Regions from separate parts of the Drosophila melanogaster genome. Here region 1 is linked to region 2. The links are chromatin contacts, called in public HiChIP or PLAC-seq maps. All regions are on one chromosome and are shown on one strand. The core of a region is the stretch at or near the end of the contact, and the rest is flanking DNA. Distances in the headings are between cores, read along the strand shown. Region 1 overlaps Dop2R (Dopamine 2-like receptor). Region 2 overlaps Hers (Histone gene-specific Epigenetic Repressor in late S phase).

The links. HiChIP or PLAC-seq counts read pairs in DNA pulled down with a chosen protein or histone mark.
Region 1: a contact with region 2 is called in a POLR2A S2P HiChIP or PLAC-seq map of the Kc167 cell line, with 4 times the contacts expected there. The contact joins two enhancer-like sites. A contact is called at or near these places in 5 of 107 Hi-C or Micro-C datasets (the ML-DmBG3-c2 cell line, the S2 cell line and embryo) and 1 of 6 datasets of contacts at active chromatin or transcription factors (the Kc167 cell line).

What each region holds. Positions count from the first base shown.
Region 1 is chrX:20,018,052-20,023,128 of dm6, reverse strand. All of the region lies in intron 3 of Dop2R (Dopamine 2-like receptor), which reads left to right. Among named protein-coding and RNA genes, the nearest start is that of tRNA:Pro-CGG-1-1, 4.5 kb to the left of the region's middle. Within about 2 kb of position 3,053, at least 3 of the 39 cell types and tissues checked have an H3K27ac peak or open chromatin away from gene starts, as enhancers often do. A contact at or near this core is called in the Kc167 cell line, where this site is marked.
Region 2 is chrX:19,896,464-19,901,559 of dm6, reverse strand. Hers (Histone gene-specific Epigenetic Repressor in late S phase) reads right to left here. Exons shown (of 9, transcript NM_001272807.1): 5 at 72-944. Among named protein-coding and RNA genes, the nearest start is that of amn, 9.0 kb to the right of the region's middle. Within about 2 kb of position 2,144, at least 36 of the 39 cell types and tissues checked have an H3K27ac peak or open chromatin away from gene starts, as enhancers often do. A contact at or near this core is called in the Kc167 cell line, where this site is marked.

The sequences.
Region 1 (5,077 bases), core at 1,804-4,303, 120 kb before region 2:
ACTAATGGAGCATTTTTCTCAGTGTAGGATCCAAGCAAGCCAACAAAGCCCTCGTCGGAGAGCTTGCCTCATGTTCGGGGCACTAATCTTATCAGAGCTGTGTTTGCTTTTCGTCTGGGAACGGGTACGGGATATCTCCGATTCCTTCTCTAATGCTCCTTTGCTCCATTGCCATTCCCTGCTCGCTCTGAATGTTTTGGCTTCGTTGTTAATTGCTTCTCTATGCAGCTTGTCCAATGTTTTCGTGATGACTTTTCCAGAAATGGAAAAGGATGGGCGGGATTAGGGGGATCGGCGGATGGCCAGAAAATAACACACAGCATTTCGGCGAGCAAATGTAATGAATGAAATGCTTTAATCAGGGTTTATCGCTCTCCTAGGCAAGCTCAACATTCACTCACCTGCGTAGAGCTAGCAAACAGAGCATCCAAAATGCTAACACAAATTCATTATACACAATTTAGAAAATCGAACGAAAAATGTTGCATAATCTTAAAAGAAATTTTAATATTTACATATGCCCCCTAAGAATCGAGAGTTCAATTGAAGATCGTAGAACTTGTTTGTACGGATTGTTATCTAGGCTGCCTCATGTGCAGGCGCACTCACTTGCGAGCTGCTGGGAAAATGTGTATTTCCTTTCGGCCCACGGAGCGTATGAGCGACGTAAAGTGCTCTGAAAACAGCCTTTAATGGCAATTGTCAATCGTTCAGGTCTGCACTGCCCTTGTCCTTGCGCATAGCCCACACTTGATGGGGGCCGTAAAGAGGCAACAGAAATTGCCATAAGTTCATGGCAAAAATAAATAATCTGATTAATGTACGCTCACAATCACAGACTTACGCACACTAACACACACACACACACACACACTGGGCCACTTGAGCCACTTGAAGCGCAGGCCAAAGGAATGGGAGCCACTGCGAAGGGGCCAAAGGACTCGCAGCGAGTTCTGCCAAATGTCTGCCACTGGCTCTCTGGCAGAGTGAAGAGCGGAAAAGTATCTGGCATCCGGATATGCGGCAACGATAACGGTACTTAATCAGCCTTTGACCCAGAAAGAGCCGCTTAGGAAAACGGAGTGGCCTTGCCGATGAAAATGGCACTCGTTGACAGTGATTTCGGCACCAAATTATGCTGATACAGACCTATTTTCCGAAGGACTTTTTGGCCAATTCTTCTTTAAAAAGATATATCTCGATGGCTAGGAAAAATCAGAAAGAGACACCTTTACCTAAAATAGACCTAAAGACTATTGAAGTATTTATTCCGTTCTTGTAACGCTTTAAAAGCCAACATTCCATTAGATAGACATTTCAGCCCCAAAAAGAGGAGCGCCGCTTAAATGGGATAATGCAAGTCGCATTTCACATACGCACTATCTACATAGTTACCACGGTCGGTAAAATGTTTGTGCATGCTGCTGTGGAAAAACCTCTGGCCACTTAAACCACAGTTTTTATTCAAATTGCATAAACATGCGACACGTGTGATTCTCTCGGAAACGTGTTCTACCAAAAACCACACACGTTAGCAACACAAAAGCCAAGAATGCAGTTGGCCCATATGTGTAAACATAGTTCTCAACGCATAAAACCTGGTCATTTTACCAATTTCCATTCTGTTATCCTGTGTAATCATATTTTGTGCGTGGCTAAAAAATTTGAAATACAGTTGCGGCAGTGCCACTGACACGGCCAAGTGTCGTCAACCCCTTTTATTATGCATGCCTTTGATAATTGGATCGAATGGGACTTCGCTTTGAGTTCTGGCCAAAACAACAGGATGCTGGGTGGTCCCGTAGGTGTCGGCGAAAAGTTTTCCGAGCCCTGTAACTTTAAACTCGCCCGCAATGATTTTCGCAATTTTCCGGAATGTGCTGCAGATGGAGGGAGCATTTATGACTACTCCGGCAGCAGCAAAATAAAACTGTAAACAAGCTTGTAGTGGGCGTGGTCCTGCCACTATCCTGCCCACCTGTCCACCTGGAAAACTGGCTACCTGGCTGCCTGGCTGCCTGGCAACCTGGCATCATGGCCACCCGGGGCCAGAAACTGCCAAACTACACAAAAAACTGTTTCCATGTGGCAGGCAATAAAAAGAGTTTTCCGCAACTTGTTCCAGGACAGGCCAGGCAAATAAGGAAGGACCAATGTGAAGTGGAGCCAGAGGAGCAAGAGTTGCAGTAGGAATGAAGCAAATGGGTGGCAATCCGGATGAGGAGTCGAGCTGAGTGGGGGCGTAAAGTTTTTTAATTTTAATGGCCATTTAAAAGGTTGCAGGCAAATGCTTGGCCCGGCTTAAGTGCCGCTCATCGGAGGAGGTGACGTTGGGTCCATTCGGTTCATTACTGGCCCCCGAGTGTAAGGACCTGCATGTCCTGTCATCTGGGATCCTTCACTCATTTGGGCCACTGCCAAGACTCGAAAGCCTTTTCCCTGCACTCCGGCCAGCCACTTGAGGGGAGAGTGCTCCACGACGATGCGGCTAAAATGCCGGCAAGTGGCTAAGCAAACGGACTGCGGCGAAAGCCACCAGTAAACACCCGAAAAATTGAACTTAGGGATGTCAGAGGATAAAAGAAGAAGATGCTGTGAATGCCTTCACATATCGGCAACAAATATCGCACCTAATGCTAGGAAATAGGAAATATATAGAACCATTTATGAAGTGAAAGGGTGCAGCTTAGGTACTGAGTACTCTCAATTCAATCAAAAGAATATCTTATCATATTTGGAAAATTCTTTTAATAATAGCAAAAATTCTTAAGAAAATACCATAAAAAAAAACAAACTTTTTTATTAGAAAAACAAGATTACTTCATCGAGGTAAACAAATAGCTGAAAAACATTTATGGAGCGGCACATAAAGTTGGAGAAATGCTTATGAAGCCATAGCTACTACTATCGCGTCTTAAAAGGATAACGTTTTGCCATGTCCATCCCTAGTTGGTGGCTTTTGCGAATCCTGCAGTCTGCAGTGACCCCCAGTCAGCCTTCTTGGGCTGCAGAAACAATTTGTTGACTAAGCCAACTTGAATGCGCCCGAAAGCAGGCAACGCTTTGTTCTCAGCACTTGGCTGCTGGTTACATGTGTGTGCGGTTGTGTGTGCGCATCGCAGTGTATCCTTATAAATCCTTGTCAGGCAGCGAACCGCACTGAACCGCAGGCCGCACATCAATTCAAATAAATAATCTAACAGCATGAAATCGGCCGAGGGCAGAAACTTTTCAGCTGCTCCGGCGGATGGTGGATGGCGGATACAAGTGGGTGGGCTAAATGGCAGCTATAAAAAGTATGGCCTGCAATCTTCTCCACTTTCACTTCCTCTCTAGGAAGCAGCGACCTCCGACCTCCGACCTCTGACCCTCCCACCCATCTTCCTGTCGCCGGTCCCCGGCGGCTGCCATCTCCGGCACGCATGCGAGTTAAAGCGCGCACTTCCGGCCGGATTGAAGACCACGGACCGCAGATTTCGGTTTCTGGTCGCCTTTTCATTTGGCCGCTCACCCAGCGGTGCCTGAATAATTAACACAGATTTTGATTTGGCCCAAAACCCTGTGGCCCAATGCCAGTGGCACTCCCAATCGGATCCCCCCCCTCCCCCTCCCCATCGAAAGTCCCATTCCAATATGGAAAAAGCCGAGATTCAATCAGCGAACGGATGGATGTCTTCTTTGCCGGCTGGCGAGAGTATTTTATTACCGCTTTCATGCACGATGGCCATATAAATATCCAATAACCAAGGCGAAAATATGCCGCCAAGGGGCTGGAAAAGTCATCTTAAAACAGAATTTCCCTCGACGCTAATGACAACTAATTTGTTGCAACAACAAACATGAAAAGGCAAAGGAGGCAGCGAACGCACACCCGTATGTGCACATAGCCCATATATATGTATATATATACACATATACATACATATATAAATGTATATATGTATATAGAATATATACGACACATAATGTGTACAAGTATGGAGCTACTTGGTCTTCGGGGGCAAGTCCGAGGCTATTAAAAATGGCGCACAAAAACGCTAAAATTGTTGCGACATTGCCAAGCGAAAGAGACGGCAACACAGGAAGTGAGAGAGATAGGAACGTAAGCGTAAGCACATACGCATACATGTACACGTATACCCGGGCAGACAATAAACTTAATAAATAAGTCAATTAATTGCCCTGAGCTTCTCATGGGGCCCAGAAACGAGCCAGAAGCAACAGCATCAAGTGCCTGCCACTTGGCTAAAAGCCCGTGCCTCCCACTCTCGCCCAATTTCGCCCACATTCACCCACATTCATCCGCTTCTCCCACAGTGTATTCGCGGCTATGTGTGTGTGCGTGTCTATTACGGCAGCCAGTTCAATTAACATTGTCTGGCTGCGTGGCATAAGAAAATGTACGCGAAACTCGTTTAATAGTCGCCAGCTCCTTGGCTTTGACACTGTCGAGGTTACGCTAACTTTATTACCAGCGCTGCAAAATAATCTATGGCTGCTGCGATACACTGAAAGAAATGAGTGTCAGTGTCAGGTATTGAAATTTAGATCTAAATGAGTCGTATGATTCAATAGCCACATTTCATATCCTTTCCTTCTTTCTTTCTCGAAAAGTGAAAAGCATTGTTAAAGTTCTCTGATAAATAAATGAATATTTAAAATCATTCCCACAGTTACAAAAGGAAGAACGTATATTTGTCGATTCAGTAAGTAAGTAACTGCCAAGAGAGAACCAACTCTAATTCATTCTTTCTCGATGTAACATTGTGAGTTTTCAGTTTGGACTCTTTTGAGATGCAATTAGTGGATGGCCCTGCATCCAAATCCCAGTGCGACCCGTGCAGCTCCGTTGTCCATTTTCCATTTCCCATTTTCCGCACTTTATGTACTTTGAAATATTAAAGCGCAAACGACAGGCAGTCGCGAGTGCAGCATTTGGCAACATAAACAAATTATTTGATGACTTTTACGCAGCTCACCACCTCCCACATGGCGCACAAGTCCTCTGCCGCCCGTTTTCAAGGTCCTCGATGTCCTTTGACGTCTTGTTTTGCGGTTGGTGTCGCCTCTTTTCGGG
Region 2 (5,096 bases), core at 895-3,394:
TTGGCTAGCTTTGTTGGCAACTCTTCGCAGTGGCTGTCATGCATCCGGGACTGGACCATACTTTTCCTTACCCATATACGGTCCTTGCAGTCCACGCGTGTAGCACTGACCGGCGGATGCTCCTCCGCCGGGACTGTATCCGGCGTAGTAGCTAGGCGGTCCCGGATAGTGCTCCAAGTGCTGCTGCTGGTGCTGTTGCTGATGGGCCGGTACCAACTGGCTGCCAGATGGTGCTCCCGCTGTTCCTGCTCCGGCTGCGCCAACAGATGCTGGGCTGCTAGTGGGCGGCTGCTGCTGCGCCGGCCCGGACACCGATCCGGATGAGACGGGCGGCGGGGGCGGTTGCTGTTCGTAGAGCTCGTGCGGCGGCGGCGGACCCGCGTGTTGATAGTAGGGGTAACGGCGATAGGCGCCCGGCGGCGGCGGACCCTGCGGATGAGCGGCGGGATGAGCGGGATGCGACGGCTGATAGACCTTGCTCGAAAAGTAGGGCGGGTAGGTGGGCGGCGAGTAGCACATGACCTCGCCCGGATATGGAGCGTAGTAGTTGGGCGGATAGCCGGTCGAGTAGTGCATCTGGGCCGCGTGCATCGAGCGGGAGTAGGGCACACCCTGGTGGGCGGCGGCTGCCGCTGCTGCGGCCGCCACGGCGCCGGCCGGATACGGCTGTGGTTGCGGCGGATGCTGCGCCTGTTGCGGATTGTGGGCGTGGCTATGGGCGTGACCGTGCGATTGGCCCTGCGACTGTGACTGGGATTGGGCTGCCGCCTGATCGGCGGCGGCGGCGGCGGCTTCAGCGGCCGCCTGTTGCTGTTGCAGCTGCGTGGGCGAACCGGCGGCTGAAACGGGACCGTCCTCCTCCTGCAGCTTCTTCACTTGCGCAGGCGGCGGAGGTGCGGCGATCACATGCGGCGATATCAGCGGTCCAGCCGGCTGATAGTAACCTGCAATGGAAGTAAAGGATAGTACGACATTAGTGAAATGGTTTAATAATTTTCAGTGCAATTTACACTATCGTTATTTGCGAACTGATTAGATGAAGTTTTGGTTATTCAAATAGTCCATGCTTTTGATAATTGATTTATAACTATTGCTGGGGACGATACCAATCACGAATCACGAATTAGATCAAATTTGCGATATTAAATAGCTGGATTCCAGTTTAACCCACTAGGAATCTCCCAGCATAAATGAGTTAATAAGGTGTTTAGGACGATCCTTTTATCGATTGCACTTCAACTGGAAGCCATAGAAAATTTAGGGTGCAAGAAGGATACCCCCGGATTGTAAAATACTATTTGCCATTCAGGATCTTTTTTCTGAGCGGGGAGGCAGGCAAGTGCAATTCGAGCCGACGTGAAGTGAAGTGCGGCAGCAATGCATAAAGTGAAAGTTGGCCTGGCCGAAAAAATTGAAAATAAAAAAAGCTAGCGAAACCAGTTGAGCGGCTCCAGTTTGCTGCTGCCCACAGCAGCAGGTCGTGCAACGAAACCCCCCTAAAAGATACGTGTACATGCTGCATCTTCCCCGCCTTCTCCCGCCCACCAGTGACGGCAGTGGTGGTGGTGGTGTTGGTGACTCCTTTACCTCTTCCCAGCATGTGGGCCGCATACAAAATGTCGCGAAAATGATGCGCCGCATGCTGCTGCAGGAACGTGAAAGACTCGGCAATATTGGCCGCCAGTGCAGCGGCGGCGGAGGCCTCGTCGCCCGGCGATCCCGCTACAGCTCCAGCTGGACCCAGTGCGTCGCCCGTCGCCCCGGCCAGGCCGGGCATAATGCCGCCAATGCCACCGATGCCGCCGGCGGGCGAAAGCGCCGATGAGCAGGAGCCGGCGGACTGGTAGGAGCGGTCGGTTTCACAGGTGCCGCTGCTGCTGGTGCTGCCCACGCTGGAGCAGCGTTGCTGGTGTTGCTGCTGTTGCTGCTGCTGGTGCTGCAAGTGCAGCAAGTGCTGCAGCTGATGTGGCTGATGTGGCAAGGGGTGCTGCAGCGGCTGCTGCTGTTGTTGCTGCTGCTGGTGGTGCAACTGGTGCTGAAGCTGCACGGAGAGCGGCAACTGATGCAGTGACGGCGATATGTGGAGCGTACTCAGCAAACCGCCGGAGGGCGGTACCGTTTTATGACTGTGAGCGGATGTTGTTGCTGATGGCGTCGACTTTTTTGTGGTCTCTTTTAGGCGCATTTTCGAATTGCGATTCCAAGTGGTTCCTCTTTTCGTCACTCGTATAAAAAATAAATATATTTCTGACTTGTATGCTCCTGCTTTCCGTGATATTTGTTTTGTGGTTTTGCTTCTTCTCTCTTAGTTGTTCCTTTTGTATATAATATTCTTGTATATATGTACACTGTATATGTTTTTGTATATATGTATATGTAAGTCAACAAGGAAGTTCTATTGTTAAGGCAACTCTTGTTTTAAATATTTCTCTCGCTTGGTTCAGTTACAGTTTGTCCAAGGCGCCCGCTTTTCCAAGGCGTTTTTCCCTTTTTACTTCCGTTTTTCCCTTCAGTTATTTTATTCTATTCGAATTCTTCATTTGACGGGCTGCAATCACAAAGGTAAATCAAGAAAAGCTATTGAGCATTCGAACACAAACACTTTTTACTGGCGCACTTTCATCACTTTGAGTTTGTTTCACGAATCTATTGTTTTTTGATCACAGTTCGTTATTTATGATCAGTGATACGCAGTGTTGGTAAACGCGGCAATCGGTATTTCCGGACAGCTATGAAAAGCTCATTTTAAACGCGTGCTTAACTAATTCTGTTGGCAACATTTTTCGAATTTCTTCATTTTGCTTATTTAACATACTATGCAAATTGTTAAAGTTATTACAATAGTTTTGCGGTGGAAGTTTGTATTTGAACTCCATAACTTTGTTGTCCGTTTCACTTTTCAAGCCGTTATTATTTGGATTTGTTTTTATTTTATTTTATACATTATATCCGCCGCGATTTTTTTTTATTATTATTTTTGTTTCAAGAAGTGTTACGTTAAAATTTGTTTTGGTAAACAGGGGTTCTAAAAATGTGCTGGGAAAAAAGATCTAAGGTACAAGAGTGGAGGTACATCAGGTCGCCAAGGCCAAAGTTTTAATAGCGCGTGTGTTTCGTTACCAAATAAAAATGCAACTAATGATAGCAGATACCCGCTCTGTGGATCCTCCCGACTCCCAAGTTCCTAACGCAATTTCTCGCACCTTCTTTTCGAGAAAGCCAGAAAGCCAAACGACCAGTGACGAACGAACCCGAATGCCCGAGAGCAGTAAAAACAATAACAATAGCCTCCGAAGTTGAAGCGTGTGAAAATCGACGCCGGCAGAGACGCAGGCAGAGCGAGAAAGAGAGACAGGGACATCGGCACGTAGCACGCAGCACGTAGAACGCTGACGTCACGCACAATAAGTTGTGCTGAGAAGCTAGCTAGTTTATAGCTAGTTGTGTCGTACTTGTGTCGTTAATCATTATTTTCGGCATTTTAATGTGATCCTAATTCTTTTAATACGATTTTCAGCAAAAAAAAAAAAGAATAGTAAAATATGTCATTATTGTCTAAGAGGTAGAACTTAGAATGAAATAAGTTGTCTTTGTCGATACCTACGTATGCCTTAATAAAAACTGAAGATACACTTTAAAAGTTTAAACGATGCCATAAGCAATTTTCCTATCTAATATAGTGTCAACACTGGCCTTTGGAACACGTTGATGGCAATGTATGAGTGGTTCTGCTCTTCACTGTCCGTTCGAAGGGGGGCAGACTGTGCAGAGAGCAGGCAAATGGAAATGGGATAGATGGCGCTCGAGTGCAGGCCAGGTGCTGTCATCATTATTGTTATTTTATGCCATCGCCTGTCAAATGCAAACAGGATTGTGCAAGACAGCACGCAAACACCGACGACAATTTGTCAACGCCTGCACTTGACCTACACACACACACAGTCACACGCACACATACACAGCCAGACGAACGACAAAGGGATACGGTGATATACAGCTATTGACAGCTGATTAGAACCTCGACTAATGATATATTTTAACAATTCCAGTAAGATATGCATTTTGCGTCCTATCTTATGTGTGACTAAACCTAAGTACAATTCAAATTAATGTTAAGCTGTACATTCGTATTTCCAATTGTCTGTTGAAATTAAATATCTGAGCATATTTATTAAATACATAATCGGCATTCAATAGCTATATGTACATACATATATGTATGTATGTATATCCGTGCCTCGCTTGTGTTTTTCATGCCGGTATAATGGAAAAGGTGGCCGAATGGGTGGCTGCATTAAAAGGCAGTTAAGTAAAACACGACCAATATAAAACAATTTTGTTTCCATATTTCCAATTTCCATAACCCCTTTCAGATGGCAAATTTAATCGAGTTAAGTGTGCCCCCAATGCAAGGACGACATTTATAGCGCGAAATGCGACTGACTTTTAATGCAATACGAACGAATAGCACTCTAAGATTCTACCTCTTCAGAAAACTGAATTTTTTTTGGTAACACTTTGCCAGTGGTTTCTACTTTTCACACATTTTCAATTAAAAGACGCCACGAGGAAACAAACAGTAGAAAGCCGATAAGCGAAATGAAAGCCTTTCGCTGGCACCGATTTCAGATTCTTCTGGATCAACGGTGCTTAGTGAAGGAAGGCCTTGGATTCAATGCTCCACAATGCGGGTCAAAAGAGAATGGTTATCGCGAACATGACGAAGAACAGCTCGATTGCGAATTAAATACTATACATTAATCGACTGATTTATGTGCTTAAAAAAAAACGCATTCTGTTAAATGGCAGAGTAAACATGCGACATAATTTTAGTTATATTTACTATTATAAGAAAGTAGATATAAATATATACATATATTTTTCTTGCTTCTTTATCTTTCCACGCGGTTGCGTCACTTAGTCAACGCTAATCGCCGCGCTTACAAGCCACGTGAGAATTACAAGAAAACGCGATGAAGGCAAAACTTTGGGCGGCAAACACGTGTAGGACACCAGTTTTTACAACTCCCCATCCGAAAATCAACGCCCAGCCCTACATAGATTTTCCATCGCCCCTCAACCCCCCCGCCGTCCCT